Regions from separate parts of the Xenopus tropicalis genome. Here region 2 is linked to region 1. Evidence: chromatin contacts called from public Hi-C data. All regions are on one chromosome and are shown on one strand. The core of a region is the stretch at or near the end of the contact, and the rest is flanking DNA. Distances in the headings are between cores, read along the strand shown.

Region 1 (4,834 bases), core at 1,637-4,136:
CAGAAAGCTAAATGATTATGAAAAAAAGTATGCTACAGTTGAAAAAGAGTGTTTGGCTATAAAGTGGGCGCTAGAGGCCCTAAGATATTATCTCTTGGGGAGAAGTTTTGACCTTGTTACTGACCATGCACCCTTAAAGTGGATGGCCCAAAAGAAGGAGACCAATAGACGAGTAAATCGCTGGTTCCTCTCACTGCAGGACTACTGTTTCACAGTAAGACACAGGCCTGGGTCAGAGATGGGAAATGTTGATGCCCTGTCCCGCGTTCATTCCTACTGGGCTTCAGTTGTTCCAACCACTGGGTTGAAACAAGGGGGGGGGGTATGTGATAAGGTCACTGTCAGGATACCTGGGAAAGTCCAGGATGGAGCTTATATATGTCCTAGGTTCCTAAAAGAATGGTTCCGGGACACAGGGAAGCTGCCTGTGTAAGCTGACTGAGAGATTTTGAAAGCACTACAAGGTTTGAACTTTGTTTTCCTTTTCTCTGTGTGGGAGACAGGCGGTAGGTCTGCTCCTGGTTAGTTAGGACAATTGACCTGTGTTAGGTAGAGCCCATTATGTGGCAAGGATTTTATTTTGAACTATTTTGTAATTTTTTATACAAGTGAAAATAAACTGCCTAAAAGAGAATACACTCTCACGTGTTGTAATTGTGCCAAGGGCTGCTTTACCCCCAGAAAGCTGGTCCCCGCTACCTAACCCCTGACAACATGTAGAGACGATTATCAGTAAATGATCAGCATTGTCTATTTTATTAGCTGTGGCAAGTAGCTGCTACTAGTAGCTCCATGTGTCTTCACCCTAAAGTTAAAGAGAAGCTGGATTTTTACAGAATGTTTGGTACATATTACTGCTGCACTGCTACAAACCCCTTCATTTTCCTTTGTGCTTGCTTGTGTTGGCATCTATACATGTCTATGTCATACTTACCAACTGTACCTAATATCTAGGGACACCCCCTGGTTTTCACCATCTGTCCCTAGAAATATTGTGTCCTTGAAAATGCACCTTTTTATCCCTCTGTTTCCCTTAAAACGCCCAATTGCACATAAATAATTTAGTGATCCTATAGTCATAAATCAGTTCTTTTCTTACTCTATAGCAGTGATCCCCAACCAGTGGTTCGTGGGCAACATGTTGCTCCCCAACCCCTTGGATGTTGCTCCCAGGGGCCTCAAAGCAGGTGCTCATTTTTGAATTTCTGGCTTGGAGGCAAGTTTTGGTTGTATAAAACCCAGTGTAAAGCCTAACAGAGCTTTCTATAGGCCTCCAGTCCACACAGGGGCTATCAAATAGCCAATTATAGCTCTTATTTGCACCTCCAGGAACTTTTTCCATGCTCGTTTCGGTCCTGGGTTTAAAAGGTTGTGGATCTCTGCTCTATAGCCTATGGTTATATGACCTTAAGCATATGCCTTAAATCAGGCTTGCGGCCCCCTTTGTGTGAAATTCTCTTGGGCAGTAATGGTCTATGACTATGGCCTGTTTATAGAGATTAAATGTTAATTCTACTGAAAATATTTCAAAATCAGCCCAAAGTGCATAAAATTATGCTGTTTCCAGGGTCGGACTGGGCCAGACCCAATCCCTGTTGCCGCTTCCCCTAGCCGCCAATGTCCTCCCCTGAGATGTTTCACTTACGCGCTCAGGGGAGGACGTCAAGCGAGTAGTGTGGGCCCCTGCAGGCGGTTAGGGTGGGCGCGGCCTGCACCTTGGGCCCCCCCCCGCACCCCCAAGTTAGACCCTGGCTGCACTCATTTATAAAGGTGTAGCAAAGATGTAATATTTGTACTAATATTGCATCTTTTGGGGAAAAAAGGCATATTTTTATAGACCGTCGGTTCATTTTTTGCTTCCTATGCCATGTACTGTGGGCTCTGCATAGCTGGGAAAAGCCGGCACTAATTAACATTGCTATACCATGTGCCTGTCCTGTGGTTACCCTGCCCACAGCCCACAGTATTATTAACATTGATTAATAAAGCACCAATATATTCCGCAGTGCTGTACAATAGTGGCTTTCATATATTGGACATACAGAGTAACAAATAAAGCAATCAATAACCGATACAAGAGGTGAAGAGGGCCCTGCCCAAAAGAGCTTACAATCTACAAGGAGAAAGGGGTGAGACACAGGGTGTGGGAATGGGAAAGATCAGAATTAAGCAGAATACAGAAACATCTGCCAAATCTTGGCCAGATCTGAAAAAATCTAGAAAAAAGCTTGAATTTAGCCAAAACCACAAATCAGTGCATCCCTTAAAATTGAGTGTCTTTAACTCTCTAAAAAAACAAACAGAACAGTTTAAATGGACACAAGCATTTTGGACTACAGCTATAATTTAGTATTTGTTATATATTCTTATATAAAAATAGGTCATGTCACTAGCTGACCTTAGCACTTATTCCACATACCCATCTATAATACTTCTTATGTAACATACTGTATTTACATCTCTCTCTCTCTATCTAATGTATATACAGGGTTCTGGGTATTTTTTCCTTGCTGCATTGTATATAACATGGAACATTACACTGCAGATATGTGTATTCCACTGCCTTGTCTTGGGGTGGCACATCCACCCATTATTTGAAGCAAACATGTCACTGGGCTGATGTGAAATCTTACTCACCTCAGTAATATGTATATGTTCAGCCAGAGTAATTCATTAAATCTCATTACCTAATTAACCACACATTGTACTTATACAAAGACCACCAGTCTTTTTGCCTCCTCTGTGGGGACTCACACATGCAGAAATAATCTATTGTTCTTGCAAATGGAAATTAATGGATTGCCTTTCAGCCCATGGCATTGGATGGATAAGCATCCCTTGTCTATTCCAAAACAGCTTGGTGCATTCACATGCAATTGGGAGGCAAGAGGCTGAGAGAAGCTTAATTCTCCCTCACATTGTGTGAGCATGTTTATTTGAATGAAAACCCCAAGCTACACTCCATCTGCAGCATTGGATTGCACTAGACCTAGCTCCTGTATTTGTTCTGTGGCTGCCCCAGGAATGTATTTTGCACCCAGACACATTATGTTGAGCCATTCTGTGGATTGTACATTTCCTGAAGTCTGTTTACTGCACAAACACAAGATCAGCCATGAATGGTATCTGTCTATGAGACCTTAGCATATACAAACAGATTAATGGCCAGTAGGGATGACACTTGTAATACAAGATTAGATGTCCTGCCAATAAGAGCCTTGTGTAATATGTTACTGGGCAGTCGGTTATATTTGTTTTTTATGCATGTATATGGGGTTGCACAGCCCTAAAGTCACTCACACCATGAATTACGGTATGAACTTGCGAATCGAGAATTACACGGTAATCTGCATTTTTGCAGTTCAACTGTCTCTGCCTCCAGACTAGAGATTTGCAACAATTACCCCCAGAATCCTCTATAATACCTGCTTTAGCAGCTTAATTTCAGTAATAGTTCTGGATTATCAGATGGGTGGGGTGGGTTTCAGGGGATTAAAGCAAAGAAAATGTACTGAAGCCAAACTACAAGCAGCAGGCCAACAAACTATAAGAAGGGCAATGTCCAGGGCCGGAACTACGGGTAGGCAGAAAAGACATGTGCTTAGGGCGCAATGGTGGGGTGGGGGTGCTGTACACATACCACTTCTGCCTCTGCTTCCTGTGAGGATCTTAGATTTACCAATTCTCTTGCTCTCTCTCCACCCCACCCCCCCTTTCTGGTCAGGGCCAACACACTCTCATATTTGAGGGGCAGGGGTGCACATGATCAAGGATGGGTTGTCTTGGGTGACCCTGGCAATGTCTAGATGTCTTGCACTAATTAGGCCTCTAGTTAGCCATACTAGGGCAATTCAATTTGTTCCTCCAGACCCAGTTGGCAGCTAAAGGCTAATGTCTCGCGTTTTTTTGCGTATATCGGCTACATGTGCCTGCACCCGAGCGTATCTCATTCATTCGGGTGCAGGCACAAGTAGCGGGCGTAAGGCTGTATTTTTGCCAAGCGTTTTTCCGCTTTCTGAAAATATCAGCCCCACACCACGTCTGGCATTAGCCTAATGGTTCATGAATGGGGGTATTTTGATGCTAATCAGTTATTAGGGGCTTTTCCCCTTTATAAACAATACTTACTGAAAATAGCTGATTACAACACCGCTGTATTGTTATAACCATGACCATTATACTGCAGTTACCTGATCATGTGAATAATTGGGGACACTTACAGAAAATTGGGGACACTTACAGGTGGCCATACACACTGAGCTGACAGCTTATCTGCCTATGTACGGGGCCCCCCAACAGGCCTGCCCAACTGAGGCCCAGATATTCCAGCTTTAAAGATGGCTATACATGCTGAGTTGATAGCTTACCTGCCTATGTATGGGGCCCCCCAACAGGCCTGCCCAACTGAGGGCCAGATATTGACTGGATAGGTTTAAAAACCCATTGACCTGGATTTGTGATCCAATATTTGGCCTGAGATTTATGAAAATGTGAGATTAGAACTCGCCACAGGAGAATTCATCCACTTTCTATTCATTCCTATAGGATTTTAAGAAGTGTATTTATCAAATGGTGAAATTGGCTCACATTTTAATAAATCTTCCTCTCATATGGTGCATAGATCATTTATCAAGGTGCCCCTGGAAATTCTTATTAGTAACTATGCAAATCCTATAATGAGTTATAGGAATAGGGTGATGTGTGTGACACACTTTCTTTTGTGTAGTCTCGTTGATGTGCCGCCCCTCTATTTAGCCGGTTAATCTGTGCTATTGATACTATCTCAGGACGGCCAAATTGCTCTTAGTGCTAAGCGCTGTTTTAGTGTTTGGGA
Region 2 (4,834 bases), core at 767-3,266, 270 kb after region 1:
CTTTACAGATGAGACTGTTATGATTTCATATTTACATACAGTGTAGAATATACCTTCAGGAAAGAATAGATTTGAAATATTATATATAGAGAGAGAAATGTTGTACATTAATGAAGGGCAATTTTTTTAAAACAGCCACAAACAAGACATAATATATAGTATTATGTGTGTTATAGTGTTATAGTGTTATAGTATATAAGGCAAGTGCAGGTCTTAGAGCATTTAAGTATGAGCAGATAATGGATAATAATGAAGCACATTAAGAGATGTTTCATTATGTAATTTCCTATACTGCAGAAGATGCTATCAAGCACTGTGATCCAAATAATCATTTTGTACAATGATTTCCAGAACATCACAACATCTTATAAAATACTGAATTTTAAATTTACAGAATGCTTAAAGGGGAACACCACCCAAATATTAAAAAAATAAAACCATCCATAATGAAAGAAAGGATCCTTCTGAAAAACATTCTCATATATGTTACTTGAATTGTTCAGTCATTTTAAATTTATTCGTAATTGCTCTTTAAAACAACATGTGTCTCTCTCTTGTTCTCAATAACCTTGATCAGGAGGAAATACTTCATGTGCCTGCTCCCTGGTTGATGCAGTGGCTCCAGGTGCAAGCACAGGGATAGGCTGATGCCAGTGTAGGGGCTGATTCTCAACCTGCATTTATCTATTGCTGAGAATCAGCCTGTGTGGCATTAGCCTAATGGTCCAAATACATTGCATTTAGCATGTAACTTTCTACTTGTACATTCATAAAACAATCAGTACATTTATAAATTGCTAATCTATATCGTGTTTGTGGGCAAAAACACAGCTTCAGGTACTTATTTCCGTGCCAGCTAATTTACGTAGGAAATAAGTTATTACTGACTGCAGGCTTTCATAGACTTTCCCAGAGGGGACTCAGATGCAAAAGGTGATTTATTATTTAAAGTAGGAATCATTACAGCTCTGACAATTGTTATCTAAATTGTGAATACTCCCATTGAATTTGCATGCAGGGATTCTGATGGGTGTTAGTACTCGCCATTGCAAAGGGGAGAAGTTTTCACCTACACAGAATTATCTATTTAGATTCCAAGAACCAGGATACCTTGTGAGGGTATAGTTAAACTATGATGAAATTAAGGGGAAAGACAAACCTCTCAATGTCTATTCAATTTACCTCAATTATAATTGAGGTTATACATGGTAATAGGAGTTTTAGTCCCCCAACAGTATTGTCTGATAACTCTGCTGTCCTGCTCATTCAGTGATGCAAGAATAATATGGTACCTTGGAAATACAATGCTAATATCATGTATAAGTCTTTGTTAGGCAATGAAACAGAAGTAATGTAATAGCTAAAGTTCTGAGTAACATCTAAAGTGTTGGAAAATCATATTTGTCTTTGTTTTTCTTTCCATGTTATTTCATGGAATGTGATTTACTTTAGCAGCAAGAAACTATTTTTATCATGTGAAATATTTCCCTTGGACATGTGCATGTAAATGTGTTTATCTTTATAAACTGAACAAACAGGCTGTGGTATCCTTACACATGGAGCGTAAGCTCTTTGGCTTTTCTGCCGGCTTGTGTTACCGACAGCTACATAAAACAAACAGGTCGGGATAAGTAATAAGCCTTTTTTCACTTGAAATAAAACAGATGTGGCTTCTAAATGACCTTAAAACAAAGCCCTACTCCTGGCGTGAATAGAGCCCATGGAAAACCTGTTGTCTGACACCCTTCTGCCCACCTGGCTGACAATCAAATTCTGCTGGGCTTTCTAAGGGATTTTGGGGGGCTTTGAACCCTGAGATTAAGGTAATCCGTCTTTGCTGACTGCCACTGACCCTGCCTGGCTAGGATTTCTCCTGCTTCCCAGAAGTGTCTGGCTTTATTTTGTTTCCCACTAGTGCAGGTGGGGGCATGTGAGGAAGTGGAGAGTTCCAGGCTGCTGCCTGCGTAATCCTTGGAACCTGACCTAGCTCCCCCTCTCCCAGTACCTGCCTCCTGGGAAGTCAGTGGGGGAGAACAAGTCAGTGGGTGGTCAGAGTGCAGAGTGGGAACAGCTTTTCCCAGTACATGTGCAACATGTGCTCAGCGGCTGTCACTGGTCTGGGAATGGGATGCAGTTCCGATATGTGCAGGGAAAGCCTCTAGGGTAGAAGCTTAACCCACTCATGTTAGGAAAGCTGTGAAAAATCTAAATTTTCTTTGTCATATAATCCATTTTATTGAACGCAACACACAATATTAGTTTCTACTAAATAATTTATAAAAAGTCTTCTAAATTACTGTACAAGTAGCAGGGGAGAACTAGACTTTGGTTATATAAATTCATAAAACTTAGGATAAATAATCACATATTGCAGTGTGATAATATTCATTAGTCAGTTACATTACATTGTGAATTGAATTGCGCACCTTTTGAACCAGTTTGAATATGGTCAGGGTTGTAAGTAGAGAAAGCAACCCTATGGCTGCATGAGGACCCAGAGGTATAAATGGCAATAAATGAGCAATCACATTATATATACTAGTTAAAGGACCTAGTAACATGTAGTTTGTTTCCTGCTTATACCATATATTACATTTGCTGTAAATTTACTGTAAAACTGTCTGGTCGGTAGTCCTTCAGTTTTTGTTGAACTACAGTAACCAGCACCAGCAGGAGTTTACCTTCGACAAAAACTGAATAGCTGCAAGTTGGCAACACAAATATAAGGTGTGAGCACTTTTCTGTCTGAAAATACTATGTCGGTATATACAGGCATATCCATAAATCCAATATCCAGAGAGCTCGGGATTAAGGGAAGGCCATTTAGCAGCCAGGGCCCAACTCACCCCCATGGTAAATTCTGTGAGCTCTTTTCCGCCAGCTTTTTTTCTGGTGACTGTGGGAGTTGAACGTGGATGTTTCTCCACCTGCAGAAAAATACACAGGTAGAGAGAACCCTACATGTAACCTGTAACTGAAGTAACTGAAGTTCAAAGGGGAAGAATTATAGGCGAATCTGTAGCAGTTAGTTGCAGGTGTCGTCAGAACATGACCGTGGGTCAAGTCTCAGTAAAGGCTTTCTCCGCTTGGGGAGAAGCATGCACTGACTCAATCACAATATATTTTATGTCATTACCCAAAGATATGATCTTATTTTACTGTGACAGCTTAGTAAGTACACAAATGTATACAAATGTTAATTCTGTCATTATCTCAGAGGATGCACTGAATTCCACACCCATGCTAGCTGCTCACACCTTTCTATTCATAGCCCAGTTTACACACTAAACATCCCAGTCTTAAGAAGATATTGTTGAGTGTATACATAACAGTTCTTATTTCCACCTGCCACAGGCCGAAAGGAAAGTAACGTCGCTTTGTTCTGGGCCATTAGGTGGCCGGCATCACTGGACTCCATGCGCACTGCTTCTTTTCTTTGCTATTATGGCAGCAATCACTCATGAATAAATGTAAATATGGACATTCAAACAGCTCTCTGTTTTGAATAAACTATCATTCAGTGGCTATTATAGGACTATAACATGAAAAGGCTGCTGTTACCCTCCCACAACACAGGAGTCAAGCCACATAAATACATCTTTTTTTTACATCATCAGTTTTGGCTATAGTAAAACCAAGATCTGAGCAACCTTGAAATCTATACCATATGCATCAGCCCAAGTATTGGCCACCTTTGGAGTCCTGCAGTAGGTTAGGTGTCCACACTGCAATACGGGTATTGGGCAGGTAGTGGGCACTTAGAGTGTGGGTAGGGTGCAGCTCACAAGTCAGGACTGGTGATGCATTTTGTTCTATTCTTTCAAAACAGCTTATCATAATTCCTTCAGGCAATCAACCCATCTTCAGGCATTTCCATATATTACTATGGGTAACAAAGTAGCAGGTTGGGTTATGGGTATGACTATTGTGGGTCAGAGAGAGTGGATCAAGGCAGGTAGAAATGCAGGCTATATTTTCCATTGCAGACAGTGGGTCCTGAGTGTCCACCCTATTACTTGCAGGCCTTAAGTTGGTGTTGGTTAAGTTCCATCCCCCCACGTAATGTGTTCGTACATAAAAGTATAATACTTGTGCCAATGCCATTATGTCTCTTGCCAATTGCTTTTCAATCAGTGGCTAAAGATGACTCTTTAAGAAATGGTATATGTTGCCCTTGTACAGAATTGTAATACATTTCTTGGCTGTATATGGGTACTAGGTTCCATAATTTGATGGATCAGGAAATATATGAAATAGCCCATTTTTCATCATACTGGGGAAAACTCTAAGATAGTTACAAAAGTTTATTAGGAAACATTTTCCTGCCTGTCAAAAATGACTTATTGTATGTATGTATGTATAACTTTATTTATAAAGCGCCACAAGGGTACGCAGCGCTGTACAATCTTACAGAATACAAAATTACACACAGGGAGGACAAGTGATATAATAAATAAATACAATAAATATATATATATATAAGTGCCATGTGGTATGAGACACAGTAGGAAGGAGGTCCCTGCCCCATAGAGCTTACAATCTAAGTGGTTGGGTAACATACAGGCACAAAGCGGAAGGTAAGAGTGCATCAGGTATGGGCATTTGCCCTTAAGCGCAGGACTGGGCAAAATAATGTCTTAGTGCTCCAGAAGGTAACAGCTGAGCTTTTTCTTAAAGAGAGTGGGTGAGTTTTCCCTACGGAGGGATTCAGGGATAGAGTTCCAGAGGTAAGGACAGGGCCGCCATCAGGGGGGCACAGGGGGTACAGCCGTCCCGGGCCCGGACAATTTTAATCTTAAAAGGGGGCCCGGCTGTGCTCAAGTTTTCTTAATAG

What was found. Hi-C and Micro-C count contacts between places; a contact is called where the count stands out from the background.
Region 2: a Hi-C map of gastrula embryo shows a contact between it and region 1, with 2.9 times the contacts expected there. The contact joins two enhancer-like sites. A contact is called at or near these places in 4 of 5 Hi-C or Micro-C datasets (brain, gastrula embryo, neurula embryo and 1 more).

The regions. Positions count from the first base shown.
Region 1 is chr7:88,567,260-88,572,093 of UCB_Xtro_10.0, forward strand. No RefSeq gene overlaps it. Among named protein-coding and RNA genes, the nearest start is that of agrn, 94 kb to the left of the region's middle. Within about 2 kb of position 2,887, at least 3 of the 11 cell types and tissues checked have an H3K27ac peak or open chromatin away from gene starts, as enhancers often do. A contact at or near this core is called in gastrula embryo and neurula embryo, where this site is marked.
Region 2 is chr7:88,836,700-88,841,533 of UCB_Xtro_10.0, forward strand. No RefSeq gene overlaps it. Among named protein-coding and RNA genes, the nearest start is that of perm1, 22 kb to the right of the region's middle. Within about 2 kb of position 2,017, at least 4 of the 11 cell types and tissues checked have an H3K27ac peak or open chromatin away from gene starts, as enhancers often do. A contact at or near this core is called in gastrula embryo and neurula embryo, where this site is marked.